4 separate regions of the Mus musculus genome follow, and all the other regions are linked to region 1. The links are chromatin contacts, called in public HiChIP or PLAC-seq maps. All regions are on one chromosome and are shown on one strand. The core of a region is the stretch at or near the end of the contact, and the rest is flanking DNA. Distances in the headings are between cores, read along the strand shown. Region 1 has its middle 47 kb from the start of Barx2. Region 2 overlaps Arhgap32 (Rho GTPase activating protein 32). Region 3 overlaps Arhgap32 (Rho GTPase activating protein 32). Region 4 overlaps Arhgap32 (Rho GTPase activating protein 32).

Region 1 (2,700 bases), core at 46-2,545:
TTGAGTCCTAAAATGAGGCTTGATTTAAGTAGAGGGCACTAGATAAATTATACACAAGTACACAGACCTGGTCAAGGTCCAGCCATGCCTACTGACTCATCCTTGTCTTGGGTCTAGTCTCTCCTGCGGGCACTCTGACATGTTGACAGAACTGTGAAGTCTCTTTCAGGGAGTCGGACTCGTCCTCTGGCTGCATCCGCCTTTTGCTTCTCCCAGCAAGAGACTTCTGGTGAAAATTCCAATGTCCTCTGATTCTGTGGTTGTAATATTCTGATAATCAAAAGGAAGGAGCTTTGGAACGATCTCCTCACATGTTAGGATGATTAAATGGAGCTGGATGTGTTTGAACCACGCTTTGCCTTTGGTACAAGATTCTCATGAGCTGCTGTTTCTTCATGTGCTCTTAGGATTATTTCTAGGAAACGTTAAAGGGTTCTTTCTCTACTAATAGTTTGTGTGGAGAGCTGGGCATGGCTGCTTGTTGCGATCTATGACGAAAATACAATTGTGGATGCAAAACTCAGAGTGAAGACTTCTTTGCTTCCTACTTTCCTTTAAGTGATGTTCACTTTGGCCTCCGTTGTGTATTGCTACCTGCTCAATAATCTCTTTTTTCTTTTTGTTCAATGAAAGTAGTTTTTTAATACAATGTATTCTAGCAAAATTCCCCCCCACCCCCCAGTTCCTCCTTCCTTCCCTTCCCATCTGAATCTACATCCCTTTTTCTCTCCTTAGAAAACAAACAGGAATCTAAGTAATAATAATAAAATGAAATAAGATAAACCAATAACAAAAAAAAAAAATCAAAATATGACAAAACAACCAAAGAAGAAAAAGATCCAAAGAAAGAAGCACAAGAAATATGTATCAACCTGGGCAGTGGCAGCGCACGCCTTTAATCTCAGCACTTAGGAGGCAGAGGAAGGCAGATCTCTGTGAGTTCAAGGCCTGCCTCGTATACAGAGTGAGTTCCAGGATAGCCAGGGCTACACAGAGAAACCCTGTTTCAAAAAAAAAGGGGGGGGGGAAGAAATATATATCAATGCACAGACACCATGTATACACACTCATAGCAGTCCCAAACCAGAAGCCCTAATGTATACATGAAAGGACCTATAAGGTAGAAAAATTAAAACAAACACTTGCCCTGACTTAACATTCGGAGACAAAGAACCCCCAAAAGATCCTGCTGCATTCATTTTGTGTGGGTGATCTGTGCCCTTCCCCCAGCCTCGAGCCAAGCTAAACAGACCTTGAGTGCTTGCCACAATGGGACCCAGGTGGAGTCATCTGCTTTGCTGCACCTGCAACCTCCTATAGGAACTTAGAAGAATAGACTGCCCCTGAGCTTGCTTTGCAACATAATCCAGCTGAAACAAAGGATGGGTTTTGTGGGTTTTCCCTTTATAGCTGCAGAATTAAGCTTTGTGCCTTGATGAGAACTTGTGTCTTAGCTTCATCCTTCTCTTGCACTCCTTTTCATTTCCAGCTCCCCTTTCAGGTAGATCCAGTTCTCCATGGCCGCTGGAGGCTATAGTGATCTATTGCTGAGCATGGGGCCTATCCGTAATGCTGTGGTCCATACCCGGCTCTTCTTCTCTCTTGGCTCTCTCTTGAAGGTAAGAGGACAGGGATGAGCATAGGCGTGGGCAAGACTTGTTTTGTTTGTTTGTTTTGAGATAGAGTTGCTGTTTAATAATAAAACATGTACCTATCTTAAGTCTAAATCACTTTGGTGTGATAGCTGACCTCTTTGAGTTCTCTTTGGGCCAGAAACTGCAGTCTCTGGCATTAGCACCTCACCATAAAACAGTAGGGGATTAAGTAAAGGTTTAATTGCTAGAACCTTTTCCCTTTTGTCCAGATGCCTCTCATTTGTTGGGCTAGGGGAAGTTTGGAGCAATAAACTTCTATTGAACCAGGAGAAGAGAATCACACTCACAGAAGGAAAAACTTTTACACAAGCAAATATGGATTAAACGTACAAAAATCCATATGCAAATTAATGCACACATATTAATAAATTTTCATTCAAATCAGTTGGGCACAACTTTCCTACTATCTCATAATTACATACTCACACACACATACATCCATACTTACATATGTGTATGGAGCAAAAGACCAAGCGCCAGTGCAGAAAGAACTCACTCATTCTGGATGAAAAATGAGCTCCAATCTTTAATGCATACAGAAAGAAAAAGCTTCTATCCTTTTATTGCTACATGAATTAAAACCAAGTCTGTAAGAAGAAAGCTTTGTTCTCTTTAGCCTTGTTATTAAGAAAAGACCTGTTCTGTCCCATGGTAAGGAGAAGCCTGCCTGCTCCTTCTGCTCTCTCTGCAGCTTCTTCTTTTTTCCTCTTTTCCTCTGCATTCTGCACATTGCTCTCTCAATTTTTTAAGTTGCCTTATATTTTCTAAGTTATTCCACTCTGCATTCTCCTTCTAATCTTGCTGTCTCCTCCTGCTCTGATGAACTGCTCTGCTCCCAATGCCTTACTCCCAAAGCCTTTATTCCCAGTGTTACGTTCCCATTGCTATCTCTCCAATGTTATATCTTCCAATGTGATCTTTCCCAGTCTTTTGTACCTTTCCTAGGAAAGTGGATCACATGGCTTTTCCAAGCATCCCTTTTTCAACAAAAGTTCACTAGAAGTTCAAACATAAATTGAATAAGAAGTTTACAACAGAGAATGTT
Region 2 (2,700 bases), core at 172-2,671, 180 kb before region 1:
ATGGAGCTGTAGAGGGAAAGGTATAACCCTTATGAATAGCCGAGTGTAAGCTTGCAGGCACGTGCTGTGTCTTTAAGTGATAGCGGGGATGGAGCTCACACGGGCAGAGCTGACAATACTACACACACTGACTGTTCTCCTTTTAAAAACTGTGATATTTTAGAAAATGAAATTGTATCTTGTTTTTGGAGATATAGATGTTAACATAGGTATTTATAGACGAACCATTGGTTTTCTTATCAATAATTTCATTTGCTCCAACATGAACTGACCTGCTTCTAGCGAGCTTCTGACCGCATGTTAATTTTAATGACTGAAAAGAAAACTGAAGTGAAAACCATTCATAACAGAAAGCATTAAAATAGCATGCTCATCAAAATTCACACTGCCGCTTGGTGAGCTCCACGCTGCACTATTAAACCCAACAGCCTTCGGTTCCCAGTGCTCTGAAGCATCTGTTCTTAAAACTACGGATGCTCACACACTGTTTCTCTAACCTAAAGTGAATAACAAACCTAAAGTGAACCTAAAGTGAATAACAAAACCATTACAATACTAAAGACACCTTAGGTGTGATGGTCAGGGTGGATTTTGTCCAAAACTTGAGGAAAAAAACAAACAAAAAAACCTCCTCCACCACACACACACACACACACACACACACACACACACACCACACACATCAGGTGTTTTATGTTAGCGTTTAAAAGACCCTAATGATGCAATTACTAAATAATCTCAATGCTAATTACAAATAATTTATTTTTAGTAATTTAGAAAGTTTCTATTTCTGTATATTTGTTTGTTTGTTTGTTTAGCTCACTGGTTTTGTTTCACCTTGTTTAAAGAAGTGGGGGTAGGGCCTTACTATGTTGCCTAGGCTGTCCCCCAAATTCTAGACTCAAGCAAACTTCTCAGTTTCCTAAATTGCTGAGACTGTAGGCACTATGTCTAGATTAGATTTTTAATTTTGTGAGAAGGGTTCCATGTATGTGCCTGTGCCTGTGCACATCTGTGCAGCGCACGTGTGCCCATGTATAGAGGCAGAAGATCACATCAGGGGTCCTCCTCAGGACCTCCTCCTCTCTCACTGAACCCAGAGCTCATCTATTTAGCTAGACCGGTGTTAATAAAACCAGCCTTTTTCTGCCTCCCAAGTGCTGGGTGTGGAGAGTGGAGGAAGTCCTGATTGAGTGCGTACTGACATGAGCGTGGCTGGGAAAAGGGCACTGATGTGTCAGATTCTAGGTATGGAAAGGACATCCACTGGCCAGAGTGTGAATGTGACCTTAGCTAAAACCCTATGTGCAAACGGATCCTGCAGAAGCGTCCTCTTCCGGGATGGCTGCCTACATCCTCCCGACCCTGTTCGCCTGCAGAGCCCTTACTGAGATTAGCAAACCCTGGCCAGGCTTGATACAATGTATCAGTGCTCTGGGTCATCTCCACAGAAGCACAGCCTCACTGAATCCCACACTTTAGTTCCTTGTGTCTCTTAAGTGCCTTCTTCCCTGTGCCGGCAGTCAGGTTCCCAGCCTCAGCAGCTTGGATTACAGCAAGCAGGACTACACCCAGATTTTAATGTGGGTGCACAGATCCAACTCAGGTCCTCAAAATTATGTGACAAGTGCTAATTTAGAGTTTACTATTGCTTTGATTTTTAAAGTGTCTTTATATAAAATTCCTTAAATTCAACAGTTTATAAATTTTATAAATCTTAAACCCATTTATTTCTTATGAACTCAAAAACTAATTAAGTGGAACTGTTTTAGAGAAGATTTCTGAAAGGTTTTCTGTTGTGGCTAGCCCTGGAGCTAATTATATTTGATGTTCATTTCTTTCTCCTGTGAGTGGTTGTGAACAAGGAATGAGTCAGCACTCAGGTGATGTCCAGTAAACCTGCTTCCCACCTTAATTTGTAAAATAAAGGAGAGCTGATGATTGGGCAGATAGAAGGGAAGGAGGAGTAGAAGGTGGGAGGGAGAGAGGAAGGAGAAAGTGGAAGAGGAGAGGATGAAGAGGAGGAGAAAGAAGAAGAAATTGCAGAGCAGAAGCACATGGCCTGGAGAAACTGCAAGTTCTGGGGGGGGGGGGGTGTCTTATAAGCTATGGAAGAGGATAGTGTAGCAGTAGATCTGCCTAATCTAGATGCGCAGTATGTAATCATATTAACTGTGCTGTGTTTTCATTGCCTGGGCTTATTTGGGAGGAGATTTACTGCAACAGTTTTCTCTGATTTTTTTTTTTTCAAAGTAGTATTTCCTTTGAGTAGTTGTTGAGAGAAAACAGTGCAAACTTTATTTTTACTCAGTATTTAAAGTGAACGTGAAGTTCTAGAGATAGGTTACTAAAATACTGGCTTATAGTTCATCTCTGCATTTTAAGTTTCTTTTGTTTTAAAGTTTTAGATTTATTTATTTTTAAGTGGATGAGTGTTTTAGCCTTAACGTATGTCTATGCACAATGTACATGCCTGTTGCCTTCTGAAGTCGAAAATGAGTGTAAGATTCCCTGGAATTGGACTTACAGACAGTTTGGAACCTCTACGTAGATGTTGGGAACTAAATTCAGGTCCTCTGGAAAAACAGTAAGTGCTCTTAATCACTAAGCCTCTCTCTAGCCCCCACTTTGTCTTTTGACATGGGATCTTGGGTAACTCAGGTTGGTCTCTAACTTGCTACACAGCTTATGATGACCTTG
Region 3 (2,700 bases), core at 197-2,696, 260 kb before region 1:
CCCTGCTTCTCCTCCCTTTCTGTTCTCTCAAAATTGTACCTTCCCCCCTTAAGCACTAAGGCTATTTGCTGTCTTGGTCAGGACACACTACCTCAGTTTCATTTTCATCTACATGAGTTATTGAACACAATAAGAACATTAAAAAAAAAACAGCTTTAAAGGGGAAAAAATTCCCATTGCCCTTGTTGAATAATAATATAGGGAGCTTTAAGTTTTCAGACTCAAACTATAGATGCATCTTTCCGATTTGGCATCCTACAGTGACAGATGGCAATGTTAAAAATAAATAGAACATTCGAGTTGTTTATACTGTAGGCAAAGACAGTTTTAAAGTGTGAAACAAGCCCAAGGCTGATTGAATGTGCATCAGCTCTTTCAATCTGTATTAGGAATGCACTTTTCCTTAGGCCAACTCTGAGTTGTTCTAAAAGATAAGCCATTAGCTGTTGAAGGTATACTTGTCTGTCTCCTAATGATCTAAAATGACTTGCACTTCTATGAACGTAAACCTTTCTCCAGGTGATTAACTTTCTCCACTGCAACGGCTTCTGAGATTACTATTATGAGAAGCATTACATTTCCTTGAAAACATGAAATATGTTATTAATACAGATCATTTTAATGCCACTGTTAAATTACGTTTTTAAAACCAGGGTTTTAAGAACACCTCTGATTGAAATTACCCAAGTTGCGACATAATGACTACTAAAATTTTAGCTTCCAACACAAGAAGACAGATTAAACAACGATAAAGAAATTACAACATTTTTTGTTGTACTCATAAAAATCCACAATCACCTGAATAACTTGGCTTTCCTAAAAATCTGGCAACTACTTTTACAACGTTGAACAAAACGGAACTAGAGGAAAAGTCCCTTGGTCTGATAATAAACATCAATGAAACTGCACACAAATAACAATTTCCCCAATGGCCAAAGACTGAAATCATCCCCCTAAGACTGTAAATAAAACAAGGGTATGCATGCTTTCGACTTCCATTCAATGTGTACTGGTAGAGTCCACCAAAGAAAACCATCAAGAAAAAATAATAAGTAAAAGCTGCTAAGTCATGCTGCTGCCACACAGAGCAGCTGACTTTGAGAATCCTTCCGAATCTTGCTTGGCATCCTGCTGCTGCTGTTACAATGGCCCTTTGCTCCTCTCTGAGTGGTGCTAGGAATTAAGCCTCAAGAATAAATACTCACTACACATTGCTGTGTCTAGCAAAGTTGTATTCTTAAATTGGCTAGAAAATAAGGGCATATAGTAAAGCAATTCATGACCAACAAGCCAACACTGCAGTAAATAATTAAAAAGAAATGACAGTCTAACCAAGGAGAAAAAGTAGCCACAAAAATTACAGGATTCAGCAAGAACCTTAACTGTAGATGGTCTTAGCTCTCTATTTGAAAGACAATAGCTACCTGATGGGATTTTTTTAAAGGCCCAACTAGAAGATTGCTCCTACAACGTCCGTGGCAACAGTACACAGAGCAAAAGGATGCCTAACAGTACACCTGGCTGGTCACAGCAGGAGACCAAGGAAACAGGCTCATCCGAAGTTATCAAGTAGATTACAAACCCAAAGCAATAGAAGATATTAAAAGGCCACTAGTTAATAACAAAGAGAAAAACAAAGATAACAGCTGTCAGTATATGTATACCAAATGTTAGAGTTCCCAATGTCATTAACAAATACTGGCAGACAGGATAGATGTGCTCTAAGACAATATGATGGGCAGTTTCAGTACCCCACTCATAGCAATAAGTACACCAGATTGAACATCAACAAATACACCTCAAAGTTAAACTGCACCATACATGAAATGGACATAACAGAGAATCTTCTATCCAAAAATTACAGAATATATACTCCCCTCTAAGGCTCAATTAACAGTCTCTAAAGTGGACCACATTCTAGGTCATGTGACCAGTCTTAATAAATATAATCAAGTTGAGATTTCAGTGCAATACAACTAGTATTAATATCAACTATCTATTTTCTATAAAAACTCAAACTACATAAATAATTGAAATATTGAACAACGTATTCTTGAATGACCAATGGACATTAAAGAAGTCAGGGAGAATACAAAAATATTGCTAAGTGAAAATGAACCTCTGAGACGCAACAAAAACAGAAAAAAATGAAGGTTTACAGAATGGATCCTTAGATTAAAAATCCACAGAGCTTAAATAAACAACATAATGATGTACTTTAAAGCCATAGAAAAATCAAGACCAATACAAAACAGCAGAAGGAGAGAAATAATAAACACCAAAAGGGAAAAATAATGAAATGGTGACTAAGAGACTAACAAGATAAAGAAGACATGAACCAAAGAGTTGTCTCTTTGAGGGGCTGGGAGGGGAAAAGAGTGATAACACCTTATCTAAAGTCAAAAGCCAGAATACCCAAAATAACAAAATTAAACATTAAAAAAAGGTACATCAAATTCCAATAAAATTCAGATTGGGCTGGGCGTGGTGGCGCACGCCTTTAATCCCAACACTCGGGAGGCAGAGGCAGGTGGATTTCTAAGCTCGAGGCCAGCCTGGTCTAAGTGAGTTCTAGAACAGACAGGAATACACAGAGAAACCCTGTCTTGGAAAAAAAATTGAAATCATATTCTGAAACAAATAGAAAATATAAATGAAAAAAACCTAAGAAACATACAACCCACAAAAATTAAGAGATTA
Region 4 (2,700 bases), core at 154-2,653, 140 kb before region 1:
AAATTTTAACTTTTTCTTCTCCTCTTCTAGCTGGAGCATTAGTTTTAAAAAGAAAAAGCTTCATTTTGGAAGCTATACTTTTCCTCATGAGAAACAGATACGAGCTTCAGCTATATGGGTACAGGAAGATACACAAAATTTAATTTTTCATACTTTGCCCATGATGTTCCCACAGGATTTTACTGAGCCTATCTCCTCCAAGAGTCCTTGTTCTGAGTGAGGTAAGGATATGGCATTTTTAGGTTCTATGTGCAGAACCCCTCCTCTCACCCGTGGTAAACAGAAGGTTAAGCCTATGTTCTGGCTTCCCTGTGATCTGCTCTGCCATGCCCACGTCACACCAGCAGCACAGCAGAGTTTAGACACGCACCGTGAGAACCACATTCTCAAACCAGCTCTCAGGCTGCCTGGAAATACTTTTCTGGCCTAGAAATAATTATTTTTCCAGCAACATTCAAAGTTTTTCTAATGTTGTAATCACTTTAATAGCATTAGCATTTTAATTATGAAAGTAAGCAATAAGGCTCCTAGCCTCAAGCTTTAACAAATCAGACCACAGCTCTACTTTTGACCACATAATAATTAATATTGAGATCCCTGCAGTAAAAAATAGATATAAGCAGAGCTTATGTACAACTAAAAACACCCTAAAATCTGAAGATTAACATTTGTATTAATCATTAACATATACAATGTTCAACCTCATTTTGCATAATTTAGCCTTTTAGGCTTCAACAGAAGACTACCTCGATAACTCTTTGCTAAGGAAAAACCTAAATCCTGGCGACCCTGTGTTCAGTCACATCAATTCACCCTCGAGCTCATGAGCAAACAAGGACAAGGAATTAGTTACCAGGAAAAGGAAGGTCCCACAGATACAGGACTTGCATAAACTGCTTAAGAAAACTAGACCTGACAGGCCTGGCCATGGAACAATGAGTATGCTCTTCCTGTATTTGGAACAGGCTCTGGAACTCTATTAACTTTTAAAACCGGAGTATCGTATCCTTGACTGAGACACTTCGGCTCAATCCCTCTACAGTGTTCGCTCACCACTTGCTGTGTCCAGGAGAACACAGAGCAGTCAAAGCAAACCAGATAACACTGGGACTGAGTTTTAAGGCAAGAGAAAGGAAGTGTCTGCGTGTGGCGTGGGAGCAAGGAAAAACATAATTGAGAGGAAAACATAGGAATAAGCTTTGTGAGCAAAGGAGAAGGTAGGAAACTCAGTCTACAAACAGTGCAACAAGAACAACACGTCATTTTCACTTCTGGACAAAACAAAAGCCTCACTTTTGGGTTTACCACTAAAACTGGCACGGCTTTCTGCAGGAAAGTGCAAATATGACTCCTAATACCTGTTAAGGTCAGAGAAACCAGCCTCATGAGCCAGTGAGGAGCATAAAGTATGCGCTAAGGGCAGGAGGCTGAGCCTGAGGGTGTCCTTTGCAAAGGCAGCGCAGGACAACAGAGGAAGGCATTGAGTCAAAGTACCAATTAGCAAGATGTAAAGGTACTCTCTGGCCCCAAGAGAGCCTACTACAGATACCAAATAAAAACTGAATTCTAGGAGAACTATAATTACACCCACCTCCAATCTTTCCAACTCAACCACTTTGCTTTCAATAGAAATGGCAAAAATAATCTATTTCTCCAACAGCTCCTCTTTTAAAATAATCAATAACTTAGATTTTTAAAAAAACTGGTAACTAGGAAACAGGGGAGACCTCTAAATATTACCTTGCCTTAGTCAGACTTTTCTCAACAGGAACCTGCCACCTTCCAGAATGAAGTCTGGCTCAATGCGATACTTACCCAGTACCCAAGGATCACTAAAATCACAAGGTCCTTGGCTAACTCTAGACCTAGACTTTAGGGCTCGGAAATCTGCATGACAAACAACTTCCTGATGACTGATTCCTTTACAAGTTAAAGTTTAAGTCTGGCTCTGTGGAGAATTTGCAAAGGTAACTATCTTACAAATAAAACTGAGATGCCTACAGGGGGAGCGGTTCTCAAGGTGGAAGGACACAGTAGATTTACTCAAGGTAGTTTTTAAACTCTGAGACTCACAACTAAACTGGGTTCTCCAAGGGCAAGCAGAGGACAACTACATGCCCTAAGTGCGTGGCTACCTTGAGGCCATGAGGGCAAGACCAGGCACTCTGAAGATTAGATGCATCCTAATTATCAGAGAGAGAAGGCATACAAGGAATAAAAATAAAAGCAGTATGATTTAGAAACTGCATAATTTCTTCAACAACATGATATAAAGAAAATTAAAATTTTGCATTGTCCCCCACAAACACACACACCAAGCAGTGAGCTGTGTAAAAACCACAAATTCTTATTTCAGAGATTGAATTTTCTGATATAATCATCACATAAACTTTTAATAAGTATAACATGACTTTCAATGTCAACAATAAATTCCAAACTTGAGCAAGAAAAATTCAGAAGTGAGCATGGCAATGTGTGTCTCTAATTACAGGACTCAGGAGGCCATACTGAGCTACAATGAGATGCTATTTCAAAAGAGGGAGGCAGTCAGTCAGTGAATGAGAACTCTACATGAAGAAGGTAAGCTGAAAACACGTTTGAATTTTGTTCCCTCTTAAAATCCTATTAAAACTAAAAGGCTTTGAAACTGTTGCTTCTGTGTTGGTGTGCACGGTGCTGCACTCATCCTGCAGTGACCCT

The links. HiChIP or PLAC-seq counts read pairs in DNA pulled down with a chosen protein or histone mark.
Region 2: a contact with region 1 is called in an H3K27ac HiChIP or PLAC-seq map of embryonic stem cells, with 3 times the contacts expected there. The contact joins two enhancer-like sites. A contact is called at or near these places in 5 of 484 Hi-C or Micro-C datasets (the 4T1 cell line, the HPC-5 cell line, embryonic stem cells and 1 more), 13 of 115 datasets of contacts at active chromatin or transcription factors (bone marrow-derived macrophages and embryonic stem cells) and 3 of 9 other capture datasets (adipose tissue, embryonic stem cells and liver).
Region 3: an H3K27ac HiChIP or PLAC-seq map of embryonic stem cells shows a contact between it and region 1, with 19 read pairs. The contact joins two enhancer-like sites. A contact is called at or near these places in 1 of 484 Hi-C or Micro-C datasets (nephron progenitors), 10 of 115 datasets of contacts at active chromatin or transcription factors (embryonic stem cells, epiblast stem cells, extraembryonic endoderm stem cells and 2 more) and 3 of 9 other capture datasets (embryonic stem cells, liver and pancreatic islet).
Region 4: a contact with region 1 is called in an H3K27ac HiChIP or PLAC-seq map of embryonic stem cells, with 2.4 times the contacts expected there. The contact joins two enhancer-like sites. A contact is called at or near these places in 1 of 484 Hi-C or Micro-C datasets (stem cell-derived motor neurons) and 8 of 115 datasets of contacts at active chromatin or transcription factors (embryonic stem cells, epiblast stem cells and kidney).

What each region holds. Positions count from the first base shown.
Region 1 is chr9:31,959,281-31,961,980 of GRCm38.p6, reverse strand. No RefSeq gene overlaps it. Among named protein-coding and RNA genes, the nearest start is that of Barx2, 47 kb to the right of the region's middle. Within about 2 kb of position 1,295, at least 9 of the 459 cell types and tissues checked have an H3K27ac peak or open chromatin away from gene starts, as enhancers often do. A contact at or near this core is called in embryonic stem cells, where this site is marked.
Region 2 is chr9:32,135,587-32,138,286 of GRCm38.p6, reverse strand. All of the region lies in intron 2 of Arhgap32 (Rho GTPase activating protein 32), which reads right to left. Among named protein-coding and RNA genes, the nearest start is that of Arhgap32, 100 kb to the right of the region's middle. Within about 2 kb of position 1,421, at least 19 of the 459 cell types and tissues checked have an H3K27ac peak or open chromatin away from gene starts, as enhancers often do. A contact at or near this core is called in embryonic stem cells, where this site is marked.
Region 3 is chr9:32,214,612-32,217,311 of GRCm38.p6, reverse strand. The region is part of intron 11 of Arhgap32 (Rho GTPase activating protein 32); the gene reads right to left. Among named protein-coding and RNA genes, the nearest start is that of Kcnj5, 130 kb to the left of the region's middle. Within about 2 kb of position 1,446, at least 13 of the 459 cell types and tissues checked have an H3K27ac peak or open chromatin away from gene starts, as enhancers often do. A contact at or near this core is called in embryonic stem cells, where this site is marked.
Region 4 is chr9:32,094,959-32,097,658 of GRCm38.p6, reverse strand. All of the region lies in intron 1 of Arhgap32 (Rho GTPase activating protein 32), which reads right to left. Among named protein-coding and RNA genes, the nearest start is that of Arhgap32, 64 kb to the right of the region's middle. Within about 2 kb of position 1,403, at least 34 of the 459 cell types and tissues checked have an H3K27ac peak or open chromatin away from gene starts, as enhancers often do. A contact at or near this core is called in embryonic stem cells, where this site is marked.